4 separate regions of the Mus musculus genome follow, and all the other regions are linked to region 1. Evidence: chromatin contacts called from public Hi-C and promoter capture Hi-C data. All regions are on one chromosome and are shown on one strand. Each heading gives the region's core, a stretch centred on a gene start, on an enhancer-like site or on the middle of the called end of the contact. The rest is flanking DNA. Distances are from core to core; before and after follow the strand shown.

Evidence for each region. Promoter capture Hi-C pulls out the DNA fragments that hold promoters and counts their contacts. A called contact is a pair of places that touch in the nucleus more often than the background predicts.
Region 2: a promoter capture Hi-C map of pre-B cells shows a contact between it and region 1. The contact joins the promoter of Mtmr12 here to the promoter of Wdr70 in region 1. A contact is called at or near these places in 1 of 39 promoter capture datasets (pre-B cells) and 2 of 484 Hi-C or Micro-C datasets (B cells and CD8 T cells).
Region 3: a contact with region 1 is called in a promoter capture Hi-C map of pre-B cells. The contact joins the promoter of Sub1 here to the promoter of Wdr70 in region 1. A contact is called at or near these places in 1 of 39 promoter capture datasets (pre-B cells) and 1 of 484 Hi-C or Micro-C datasets (B cells).
Region 4: a contact with region 1 is called in a Hi-C map of pre-B cells, with 4 times the contacts expected there. The contact joins the promoter of Tars here to the promoter of Wdr70 in region 1. A contact is called at or near these places in 1 of 39 promoter capture datasets (pre-B cells) and 3 of 484 Hi-C or Micro-C datasets (B cells, CD4 T cells and pre-B cells).

Annotation. Positions count from the first base shown.
Region 1 is chr15:8,097,764-8,100,581 of GRCm38.p6, forward strand. It overlaps Wdr70 (WD repeat domain 70), which reads right to left and starts at 1,446. Exons shown (of 18, transcript NM_001081402.1): 1 at 1,356-1,446; 2 at 1,193-1,258. The coding sequence starts at 1,380.
Region 2 is chr15:12,203,689-12,206,506 of GRCm38.p6, forward strand. It overlaps Mtmr12 (myotubularin related protein 12), which reads left to right and starts at 1,340. Exons shown (of 16, transcript NM_172958.4): 1 at 1,340-1,591. The coding sequence starts at 1,511.
Region 3 is chr15:11,994,579-11,997,396 of GRCm38.p6, forward strand. Sub1 (SUB1 homolog, transcriptional regulator) reads right to left here and starts at 1,429. Exons shown (of 5, transcript NM_011294.3): 1 at 1,373-1,429.
Region 4 is chr15:11,398,278-11,401,095 of GRCm38.p6, forward strand. It overlaps Tars (threonyl-tRNA synthetase), which reads right to left and starts at 1,381. Exons shown (of 19, transcript NM_033074.3): 1 at 1,209-1,381. The coding sequence starts at 1,262.

The DNA of each region.
Region 1 (2,818 bases), core at 196-2,695:
TGGAAGAATATAATACATGAAAATCGCAAAATACTGTCTTAAAAAGCAATGTTTACTCATAAATATGATATTAAATTTTAATATGCACCAGGAGATCTAAAAAAAAAAAAAAACAGATTTGACTTCCTTTTCTTCGTGATTCTCCTAATTTTCTGAAGTCAAAAACAGGAGTTGGAGAGATGATTCACAAGTTAAGAACACTTGTTGCTCTTGCAAAGGACATGTTTAGTTCCCAGGGCCCACAAGGTGGCTCACAACCATCTGTAACTCTAGTTCCATGGGACCCAGTGACCTCTTCTGGCCCCCATAGGTACTGCAGGCAAATGGTGCACAGACATAGAGGCAAAACAACCGCTCAGAAATATAACTATATATACATTTATCTTTTAAAAAAATAAATCCACCGGGTGGTGGTAGCTCAAGCCTTTAATCCAGGCAACCGGGAGACCGAAGCAAGCAGATCTTTACGGGTTCGATGCCAGCCTGGTCTACAGGGTGATATCCAGGACAGCCAGGACTGTTACACAAACACACACACACACACACACACACACACAAAACCTGTCTAGAAAAAAACAAAAAACAAACAAACAAACAAAAGAGGAGAATGAATAGGAAGAAGAGGAAAAGAGGAGGTGGAAGAGGGAAGGAAAAAGAAGAAAAGAAGGGAGAAAAGAAAGAAAAAAAGTAAATACTGTAACTACCCTTTTATCGACTAATTACCTAGAAGAAGCTAAGTAGATGAATAAATGAAACAATGAATGAATGAGAACTAGGTACATCAGAGAGACATTTGTTCCCAAAACAAATTACAGGTCAATTTCCATTTGATTTTTCTAGCACTGATACTATTAACAGATGATTATGTCTTTTGAGACTGTTTTTTCTTTTAAATCACCTAATAATGTGACAAGACCAGGGTATACATTAAGACTGAAGAGGAAGAAACGCTATATCCACCAAAATGTTATTTAATGGTCGCCACTAAATGTCTTTCTCAGACTGGGTCACCATAGTAATCCCTTTCCGTCAAGGTTTCCAACTGTCACCTGAACTGGTCTCAACAGTTTAAATGGGACCGATTCGGATTTGGCACGGCGGAAGGCGCCGGTCAAAAGTGGCAGCTCTCCTACCCTTTACTCGCAAGCCCCGGGCGAAGTCGGGCTGGGCTCTGCCCCGGGCAGTCACTCACCGAATCCTGTGAAGCCCATGGTGACCGCCAGCTGAGGGTCGGGTCCCGCCGTGTCTGCGCCTGTCACTGGAGCAAGAAACAAAGGACAGACCGGCCGTCAGCCCGGCGCTCCAGTGCCCAGCACGGCCCTCCACCCCGGCTGGCCCGCCTAACCCACACCCACCTTCGCTGGTTCCCGAGTGCTCCATGACTGCCCGAGCCCACCGCCTCCGTGGATGCAGCAGCGCGCGACTCCCGGCAAGCCCGACGGAAGTGTCGTCACCGAGACCGCGTCGCCAAGAGCGGCCCGGCTGCGTGGGTAGGCAGGCTTTCGGACTCTCGCCCCCTAGCGGTGCGGAGGGAATGCGCTGACAAGCCACGAGGAGGTCTAGTTTGGGAGTTCCCTAAAACCTTTCGGTGGTTTCAGATGCGTTCTCAAGCAAAGTCCTGGCACGTTTCTAAGGAAATCAACAGAATCTTGTTATTTGCATGCTACTTTTATCTATATTCGTAATGTACTTGACGTACATGATGAAACTTCCACTGCTGCCCATCTTCTCAGTATGCTTGAAGAAACCACTATCTAGTTATAAAGATGCCAGAAAACTGAAGAGTTGTTAGGAATGTTTAAAGCGCTTGCCCTCAGTCTCCACTCTCTAGGCTAGCCTTGTTTACTAAGGGTTCCAAATGTTACATGTTACATAACTACTGTGTTTCCAATTTATTTTAGTTTCTTTACAACTCTGTTCCTATTCTTAATGACACATCATTTAATATACTTTTAAAGTCTAAAACAAATACTTGGTTGAATTTTTCTTTTGTCAGAGTCTCTCATTTTGTAATCCATGCCTGGCCCAGAACTCAGAGACCCATCTAGATTCCTCTGCCTCCCAAGCTTTTAAAGATGTGTGCTACCAAGCCAAGTGAAAATACTTCATTTTCACATGCACTCAATGATTGTGGACGTGGTATAAACATGCCTTACTGTGCAACCTGCAGACCTATTCTTCTACTATGTGGTTCTGGGGGTGGACCTCAAGTCACAAGCTTAGCAGAAAAGACAATTTCCTACTGAGCCTTGTAGTCCACTCAAGAATGAAAATTCTTTGATAAAATTACTCCTGAGCCCCAATATTAGACTCCTGTCTCTGTCTATGGTTCATTGATAATGATTATCTAATGCTTCCATTGTCCTTAGAGTAAAAGAAAAATTTATTAGTACAAAGAAGCTGTAGATCTGTGGTTGCTTAGCATAGACAAGGCTAAGGGTCTGTATTGGATCTCCACCACAAAAAAATACAAATTTAATAAAAGGTTAGCCTGACTTCCAAAACCTTTCTATTCCAATCTTGTCATTTTCAACATTCCCATTTAGTGCAGGGAGCGGCCTCAGAACACATAGTCCTGAATGCTTTAACTCTTCACCAAGTCATTGATCCAACCAGCTCATCTCCAACTATCAAATTAAATCTCTCCTGCTTTTGAAAGCATCTGTAGAACTTTGTAGGCCTCCAACTAAATAAGGCCCACCTACCATGTGATACCCTAGTCTGTCTTCATAATATAATGGCTGGGCAGGCACTCTTGAGTGGTTATTAAATGAATTAATAAGAAGAAATGGTTGTGAAGGCAAGTTACTTTTCCTAT
Region 2 (2,818 bases), core at 90-2,589, 4.1 Mb after region 1:
CAGAAGAGGGTGGCAAACCAGCTGGTTTTTTGGTATTTAAAACGTTTCTTTTGTTGGCTCCCATTCCTGGGAAGTGTACAGACCCAGAGACAGTGTCAAGTTTTCAGAGTCGTATTACAACAGGGCTTGACCTTCAGCAGATGTTAAAGATCAGGGTGATCTAGTAACACTTAACGTTAGCTTGACGGCCGGCAGAAAGGGACATTTGCTTGGTGAATTTCTATCAAAAGCCAGCATTTCTGTTTATGGGTTGGGTCAGATCCTGGAAACAAAAGCAACAGAATCTGTCTGGCATATCGGAATCAGAGAGGTCACCTCTCCTTCCTGGGAACCAACGTGGAAAAGCACAGTTAATTGCTAGGTTTTGAGAGGAAGGTCTTATTTGTGATCTAGGTTGCCTGGGGACTTCCTAAGTAGTCCGAGCTGGCCACAAATTCACTATCTTTCTGTCTGGCCTTCCAGGTGCTGGAATAGCAGGTGTGCACTAACCACCCTTCCGTGTCACTTGTAGTACTTAGTTGGGAATTTTAAAAGAAATACAAGGGGGTGGTGCAGTTGGTCAGACTAAGGCATAGCAAGGTGCCTGACACTTGAAAAATTAACTGCAAATGTTTATTGGCTTTTCACAGTAGATGGAACAACTTCGGGTGAGCTGCATCGTATCTTATTCTTCTAACACAATGCTCCACAGGGAGAATTCAATTTGGTCTTGCTCACGCGAGGCAAGTGCCCCAAAGGTGGAATTCAAATGAATAGAAATGAATAGTGTGTGTGTGTGTGTGTGTGTGTGTGTGTGTGTTTTATTTGCTATCTTGGCTTAATATGAGAGGTTTGTCGATAACTTGGGAGAGCAGATAAGTCTTAAGGGCTTTTGATATCTTACCAGTTAGAAACCAAGCGACAAACAAAAGAAGTTTGAAGTTGAACACAACATTTTACGTCACTTTAGTCAGTTCCTATCCGCTCTGTCTCTCTTCATTCGTCTAAAGTCTGAACGTCGTCGGTGTGGTTTTGAAGCTTCTGCGGAGGCATTCTGTTCAGCAAGCTGAATTTCAAAGCTGCTGGCCAGTAAAAGAAGCAAAATGGGTAGAACGACTTGCCCGCAACAACTTAGCGACGGCAGGACCATTGGGCAAATGGCGACATTCTCGCTAGCCAATCGTGGGGAAGCCCGGAGAGAACGCTCTCCGCATTGGCTAGAGCAAATACCTCGGCCAACAAGGGGTGGGCGTGGCCAGTCCCATGCTGTGGGCGGGACCTCAGCCGGAGCAGAGCGAGCGGCGGTGGGCGTGTCCCACGGTCGCTAGGCGGGGCGCGTGGCCTGGGCGGAGCGAACGGTGTCAGCGGCGGAGCCGGATGCGGGCGGTACTGCTGCCGCCGCCGCGGCCCTAGGGATGGGCGGAGCCCCGGCCGCTGGTGCTGGTGGCCGCCGCCGCTGCCGGAACCTGAGCCGGAGCCGCCGCCTCTGCTGTCGCCGCGCTTCGGCTTCGTTGCTTCGCAAGGCGGCGGGATGCTGGGGAAAGGGGGAGTCGGCGGTGGCGGCGGCACCAAGGCGCCCAAGCCCTCCTTCGTGTCGTACGTACGCCCTGAGGTGAGAGTGCGCCGGGCGAGCGCGGCGGCGGGTGGAGCGGCCGGGGCAGGGGCGCTTCCTGCCGGGGTGCCGGGCGGGGCGCTCTGGGGCCTCCCGGGCTGGCCGCGGCCCGGACCCCTGCGGCAGGCCGGGCAGGTGCTGGGGCAGGGCCCTGTCGCTCGCCACCGCGCCTGTGGGCGGGAGCCGGAGCCCGGGAGGTCCGGCGGCTCCGGCGCCCCAGGTATCCGGGAAGGGAAGAGAAAGCTTGCGTGGTCGGGAACCCGACGGGGTTCCCCCGGCAGCCCGCAGCCCGGTGTGTGTGCTCTGCCCGGGACTTTTCTCCGCGAGTCCTGAGAGTTCGTCTCTGTCGCGGGTGGTGCACTGCTTTGCGTCCGCGCTGCTGTATGTGGGTCGGCCTTGGCCTCTTTCGGTGTCTGCCCAGAGCATCCTCCTCCCGCTTCTTCCCATTTCATCTCCCCCCTTCCAAACTGCAATTCTAGTCGAGAAGTGCATTCACTCGGGAAATACTTTCTGCGCTCCTACTGTGTGCCAGGTACGATCCTGGAAAGCTTGTGCTAAGTATCAGTGAACAGAACAAAGATCGAGCTCCTTGGGAGCTTATGTAAAAAGAAACAAACAGTCAACGATATGCGATTATTAATTGTATAGTACTTAGAAGATGGTGGGGACAAGGAATCCTTTCATTCTTGCAAAGGTGGTATTTCAGTCAGGACGTTAGAGGACGTTAGGTCTAGGTAAGGAGTCCTGGACGGCCCCAGGGAAGGCTGCCAGTTCTGGAGTTCCGTGAATGAGGAGGACATTGAAGAGATCAGAACTAGAGCATGTTGAAGACTTCTGGAGCAGTCGTTCCTTACCTTTTAGTAGACTCCTTCTCATTTTCGATTTGTGAAAGTTGTGTGCGGTTTTTTTTTTCCCTGCTTTTGCAATTTTGTTTGTTTGTCTCTCGATTATGTAGCCTGGCTGTGCTGGAACTCACTATGTAGAGCAGTCTGGCCTCGAAGTCACAGAGCTCTGCTTGCCTCTGCCTCCCGAATGCTAGAACTCAAGGTAGTACGACCATGCCTAGCTTCTGCAATCTGTCTGTGTGCAGGTAGATGCTCTACCAAATTTACTGCCTCCAAATGTCTTCCCACTTCTCACTTGCTAAGGTGGAAAACAGGTGGGCCTGAAATGAGATATCAGAGACCTGGGGCCTGCAGCATTTGCATGTGTGTCTTGAAATCAAGG
Region 3 (2,818 bases), core at 179-2,678, 3.9 Mb after region 1:
CAAGATACTTACACCAAATGGTAAAACCAGGTAGCAAAAGCTATTTACCAAACTATCTTCTGCTCTCTCCATCTAAATAAACTTACTAACTTCTACATGGCTTAAAGGTCCTAAAAAACACAAGATTCTGTAAATGCTCAAGAAAGATACATCAATTCCTACCTCCTACATCAAAAAAATTATAACCCAGCTCTCTAAAGACCAAACTGGCATTCAATGTGCAAAATAGGAGGTCAAGGCAAAAGTGAGCTACCCAAATCCTGCCCACGACTCTACACAACTGGCCAGTCCGTTAGAGGTAATACCTAAACTCAGGAGGGAGAAGGCTCCTAACCAGTCCCTTCGCTTTTCCTCTTACTGCTCCATTTCACAACCCGACCTCCAAAATCAAGTTTCCCAAGCTAGCTCGGTCACACAACTACACAAAGCCTGTTTTTTGAGAGGGAATTGCACATAAACAAATCTTTCGCTTGCAAACAGCCAGCCATATCTATCTCCCATTACGAAAAGCTGTCTGGGGAACTAAAATTACTTCAAAGAACCACGTCATTATCTAACCTAAATCTACCCAATAAGAAAACAATGTTTGTTACTGGGAACTAAAGCCAGCCCCGTTCCCTACACTTGGACTTTTAACTTTAATGAGGCTTTACTGGGGTGGTTTCTTGGAGGCCGGGGGGCGGGGGGCTTCGTAATTCGAGCAAAAGGTAACTAAAAGGGGTGACCGTAGTTTATAGACCGACCAGTCGGTGCCCGGGGCTGGGGAATACTGAAAACATCCCAGAGTGCGAGGCTCTCGAGGGCGAGCCGGCGCGTGGCACCGTGGGGGTCGCGGCCAGGAAGCTCCCGAAAGCCCCGAGGCGAGGGCTGGGGCTACTGCCGGCCTCAGGAAGGGGGCGTGGGGCGTCGAGAGCGTGCACAAGAGGAGGGCCTTGCGCCAGCGCCATTTTCTCCTCGCCCCGGAGCCCAGCCATGTTTGCCGAGCGCGCCCCCCGCCCCTCGACCCCGCGGGGCCAGCGTCCCCCGAGGGTGGGGAAGGGATGGCTTCCCGAGCACGGTGGTCCGGACAGGGGTGGGCGAGCGCAGCCTCAGGGCAGACCGCTAGCGCCTCCGCCCGGAGCCCCATCACCCAGTCCGAGGGGCGCGCGGCCATCACCCGCCGTTCGCCTGCCTGCCCGCGCCCACCGCCTCGGCTCGGCTCCCCAGAGCGGCCGCCACACGAGGCCCCGCGGGGACGCGGGCAAGAGCGGAGGCCCTTCCCCCGAGCTGCCGTTTTTCTCCCCACCGGCAAGGAGAGCGAAGGGGGCCGCGGTAGCCTGGGGTCGGCCTGGCCGCAGCCCCGAGGAATGGGCCCGGGGTCCCACGCACTCACGCTCCGCTCCGGCCGACCAAAAACCTCTGCCTCGCTCGCTCGCCTACTCCGGACTGACAGAGAGCCGGAAATGACGGCAGCTTAGAGGCCCTGGCTCCGCCCAATGGCACGAAGGCCACGTGAAGGGGGCGTGGCCTCGCCGCCCAACCGCCAGCCGGCCCTTTCCAGGGCCTTAAAGGGGCCGCCACAGATACTGAAGTAAATGCTCCTGAAAGAGGGAGATGGCACCACAGTGAGATGCCACGCAGCTTGGGCCTGATCTGAAGGAGAATGAGATGTCAATGAAACATAAATGACAAGATCCACGGAGCTTTGCGCTTGCAAATAGCTTGTATATGGTACCGCTCTATAAATGCTGTACTGAAATGATGGGAGCTACTCTGAGAAAAAACAATGTGCTGACCCACTTGCCTACAGATGATTTTCCGTTTCTACCTTTAAGATCTGACTCATGCTGCTAAAATCCAAAGGAAGCAAGCCTGCGAGGCGCACTATTTAATTCAGAAAGTCAAAGAAATCTTACAAATGTCCTTAGCCACGAAACCTTTATTCTTAAAATGGAGTTCTGGGGCTCCAAAGTAATTGTGGTTTGAATATAAAATCTCCCTGTGGGCTCATTCATTGGGGATCTGGTTTTCAACTGATGACCTTTTCAGAAGAGCCTGGATCCTGAGAGCTGTGCCTTAATCAGTGAATTAATGCTCTGATAGTCATAATATGACAGCATTATTACGAGGTGGTGAAAAGTAAGGATGTGTCCTTTGGGGGCTACATTTTTCCCTGGCCCCTTTTGTGTTCCCTTTCCGCAGCATCCTCCTCTGCAGGTTACCATGGACTTGGTGTTCCGCCTCACTACCAGCCTAGAATACAGGAGCTAAGTACTGGAGACAGAAACCGGGAGGCATACTGAATCGCCATACCTTTGTCTAAACACGGATCCAAAGTCTCGCGGAGGAAATCCACTCCACCATCACAAATAACCACAAGCAGGTGGCTTAGAATGTGTACTGGATGGTTTCCTCCTGTAGCCAACAACAAACAGAGTTCTGTTCATCACAAAGGTTTACATACAGCATTTGACAGATAGTGATCATCCTAACAGGTTCAAGAGTTGAAATGATCGTTGTCTTCACATTTAACAGCTGCAAAAATTAATAAGTGATTCAAACCTTGTATTGAATGGAACTACTACCTACTAAGGGTAGTAGGGAAGTGCCCCAGCGCATCCCTACTGAATGCGGGAGTCCAACTAGAGCAACACCGTCATCAAAATAAAGTGAGAGAGGAGTCTTTGTGTATGAAGCTCTAAACAAGGGTGTACTGGCTAGTTTTGTGTCAACTTGACACAGCTGGAGTTATCACAGAGAAAGGAGCTTCAGTTGAGGAAATGCCTCCATGAGATCCAACTGTAAGGCATTTTCTCAATTAGTGATCAAGGGGGAAAGG
Region 4 (2,818 bases), core at 131-2,630, 3.3 Mb after region 1:
AAGACAGCAGGGAAGGAGGCAAAGGGGTAACCAAGTTATAAAACCATAAAACACCTTAAAAACATAAGGAAATAGGAACAAAATCTATCCATGTATACCTGTCATTCATCGCCTTAAATCTGTAGCTTAAAGCGCATACACAAGCATTTTAGTGATTTGCCCTATCAGGATGGAAACTCCTCTTGATGAAGACCCTAGCAACCGTCAGCAATGGTTACCTAGACAATCTGTCATATGGCCTCACCCCTTTCCAATGTTCCTTAAACCCCCATGCCATGTCACTTTTTGACAATACAATACATACATAGCACCTCCCTACAAAACTCCTGCACGTAGAGAATACTGATAGCCTCAATCGCTGCACTTCCCTCCCGTCTCTCCCTGTACAGCCGGGGCACAATTCATCCCCTGAACCTGGACAGCCCTGCCCTGCCTGATTTACCTGACCTCATTTTTCCAAACCCAATAAAACAGTCTGACTGTGCTTCTCTATAACTCAACCAAGCTAATCAGAGAAGTACGATTTTCCAGTCCTGCACATTTGGGGAGCCCCCAAAGTCAGGAATCGATCTTAACTTGTGTAGCCACCTGGACTGCCTGACTAAGTGCCAGGGCAAATAAATACACAGGGGACACAGGCACAGTTGGCTGTAAAAGAGGGGTGGGGCAGAAAACACGCCAGTGTACAAATGCTGTTCCTAACCAGTGGGTGACAGCCCAAAGCAAAGTTTAAAGGGGATGTGTGTGAAGTTATTTAGGTCGCTTCCAGCACCTGGCAGACAGAGGCTTTAATTTCAAAACAGTCTGTCAATGGGGGCATCCAGCCTTATTTAGCACCCAATCTTGGGCAAACTGGATCTGATCGCGGGGACTGGCTTTTCCTTCCTAACTAGAGCTTTTTGCTCCACGCAGTTTAGGATTTTAAAAAGTTCTTCAAATGTTCTTCCCGCTTATTTTAGTGAAAAAATACAAGCGCGGGAGTCTAAGCCCCAAATGCTTACTATCTGAGCAAACCACTCAGTCTCAATTCACAGATCTCTAGGATGAAGATGCCCCCCCACCCCCCAGACCCTGCCAGCAAGAGTTCCTAACTTATTACCCAGGGCCCCCAATACCGACTGCTCCCTGCTACTTTCCACTCCTGCCCCGCCGGGCAGTGCCGGCTCCCAGAACACATCCGCTCTCTGCACCCCACGGCGCCTGCTCACCGGCTTCTCGCCGTCCATCTTCCCCGAAGGGCTGCTAGCCTTCTCCTGCGACATGGAAGGACCACAGAGAGACAAAACCCGTGAGCTGCACCGCAGAGAAGACCCCAAGCCGGCGGTGTAGACCTACAATTCCGCACTGCGCGTGCGCCACGTGGCCACAGGCGGAACCAGCTAACCAGCTGATGCAACGGGACTCCTGGCCCCGCCCTACCTGGACACGAGGCCAATGGGCTACGCGGAGAGGCGGGTCCTCCCTTTCCTTGGCCAATAGAATAGCCGAGAATGACGAACCCTTCAAGAAATCCCATTAGTTCCAGACTGTGTAGTGAGGCGCGCAAGCGCACTCTTCCCCTTCTGACTGTAGCTTGCATGGCCTTAGCGGCCACCGTAGTGAACTTGAGCTGCTTGGACTGAGTTTCCCGGAATTGCTGGATATGGTCTCTGGCGCTCTGGTTTATCTCAGATGCGCTCTACCTGGAACGTTGGCTGATAATCTGAAGCGATGACTCAGCCTTCCTCATGAGAATAGGACCGATTTGCTGTTTGAGGGACAAGCGCCATTGATCAAAGCTTTCTCAGTGTCTCACGGAGTTTTCCCATAGACGGCACAGAGATAAAATTAACTTTTTACTTGAAGGAATAAACTCCACACAAAAGTCATTGATATCACGGGAGCTCGAGATTAGATTTTTACTACTTAAGCAAAATGCTTAGCAGAAAGTTCTAGTTGGCCTGCTTATCCTAATAGCAGCTGCCAGTTTTTGGGTTGTTCTGTGTTTTTTCTTTGCTTCACTGTGCAGCCAGGGATAGCCTCGAACTTGCAATTTAGATCTGGCTAATCTGGGAGCCTTCTGCAATAGCCACCCAAATTAGAGGATTACAGGCGTTTGCAACCATGTCCACCCAATGTCCACACCACCACCAACCTACACACACACACACACACCAGCCGAGTAGAATTGAGACAGGGTCTCACTGTATGTATAGCCCGGCTGTCCTGGAACTCGCTGAGATCCACTTGAATGTGACAAATGCCTCCTGGGTGACTCTTCAAGGAGCAGGTTCCCATTTCCAAGGAACATATTGTCCAGGGAAACAATACATTTCACAACGGCCTCAAAAAACATGAACTATCTTGGAGTAACTCAAACAAGACAAGTGAAAGATTGTACAAGAAAAACTTTAAGACAATGAAGAAAGAAATTGAGAAAATTTCAGAAAACATAAAAATCCCCCCATGTTCATAGATAAATACAGTAAAAATGGCCATTCTACCATTCTACCACAGGCAATCTACAAAGTCAAAGCAATTGCCACCAAACTTCCAACACAATTCTTTACAGAACGTAGAATGTTAAGTTTTAGATACACACACACACACACACACACACACACACACCACAAAATCACGATGGCTAAAACAATCCTGAAAAAAAATGTTGAAGGTATCACTATCACCAACCTTGTTGTGGGTATAAGAGACTCCCAGGAATCAAAGGGAGGGACCTTAGATGAAATGCCCGACAGTAGGGAGAGGGAACTTATAGAGTCCACCTCCAGCAGGAAGACAAGTGAGGGATGGGGTTGCCATCCCATAGTCACATCTCTGA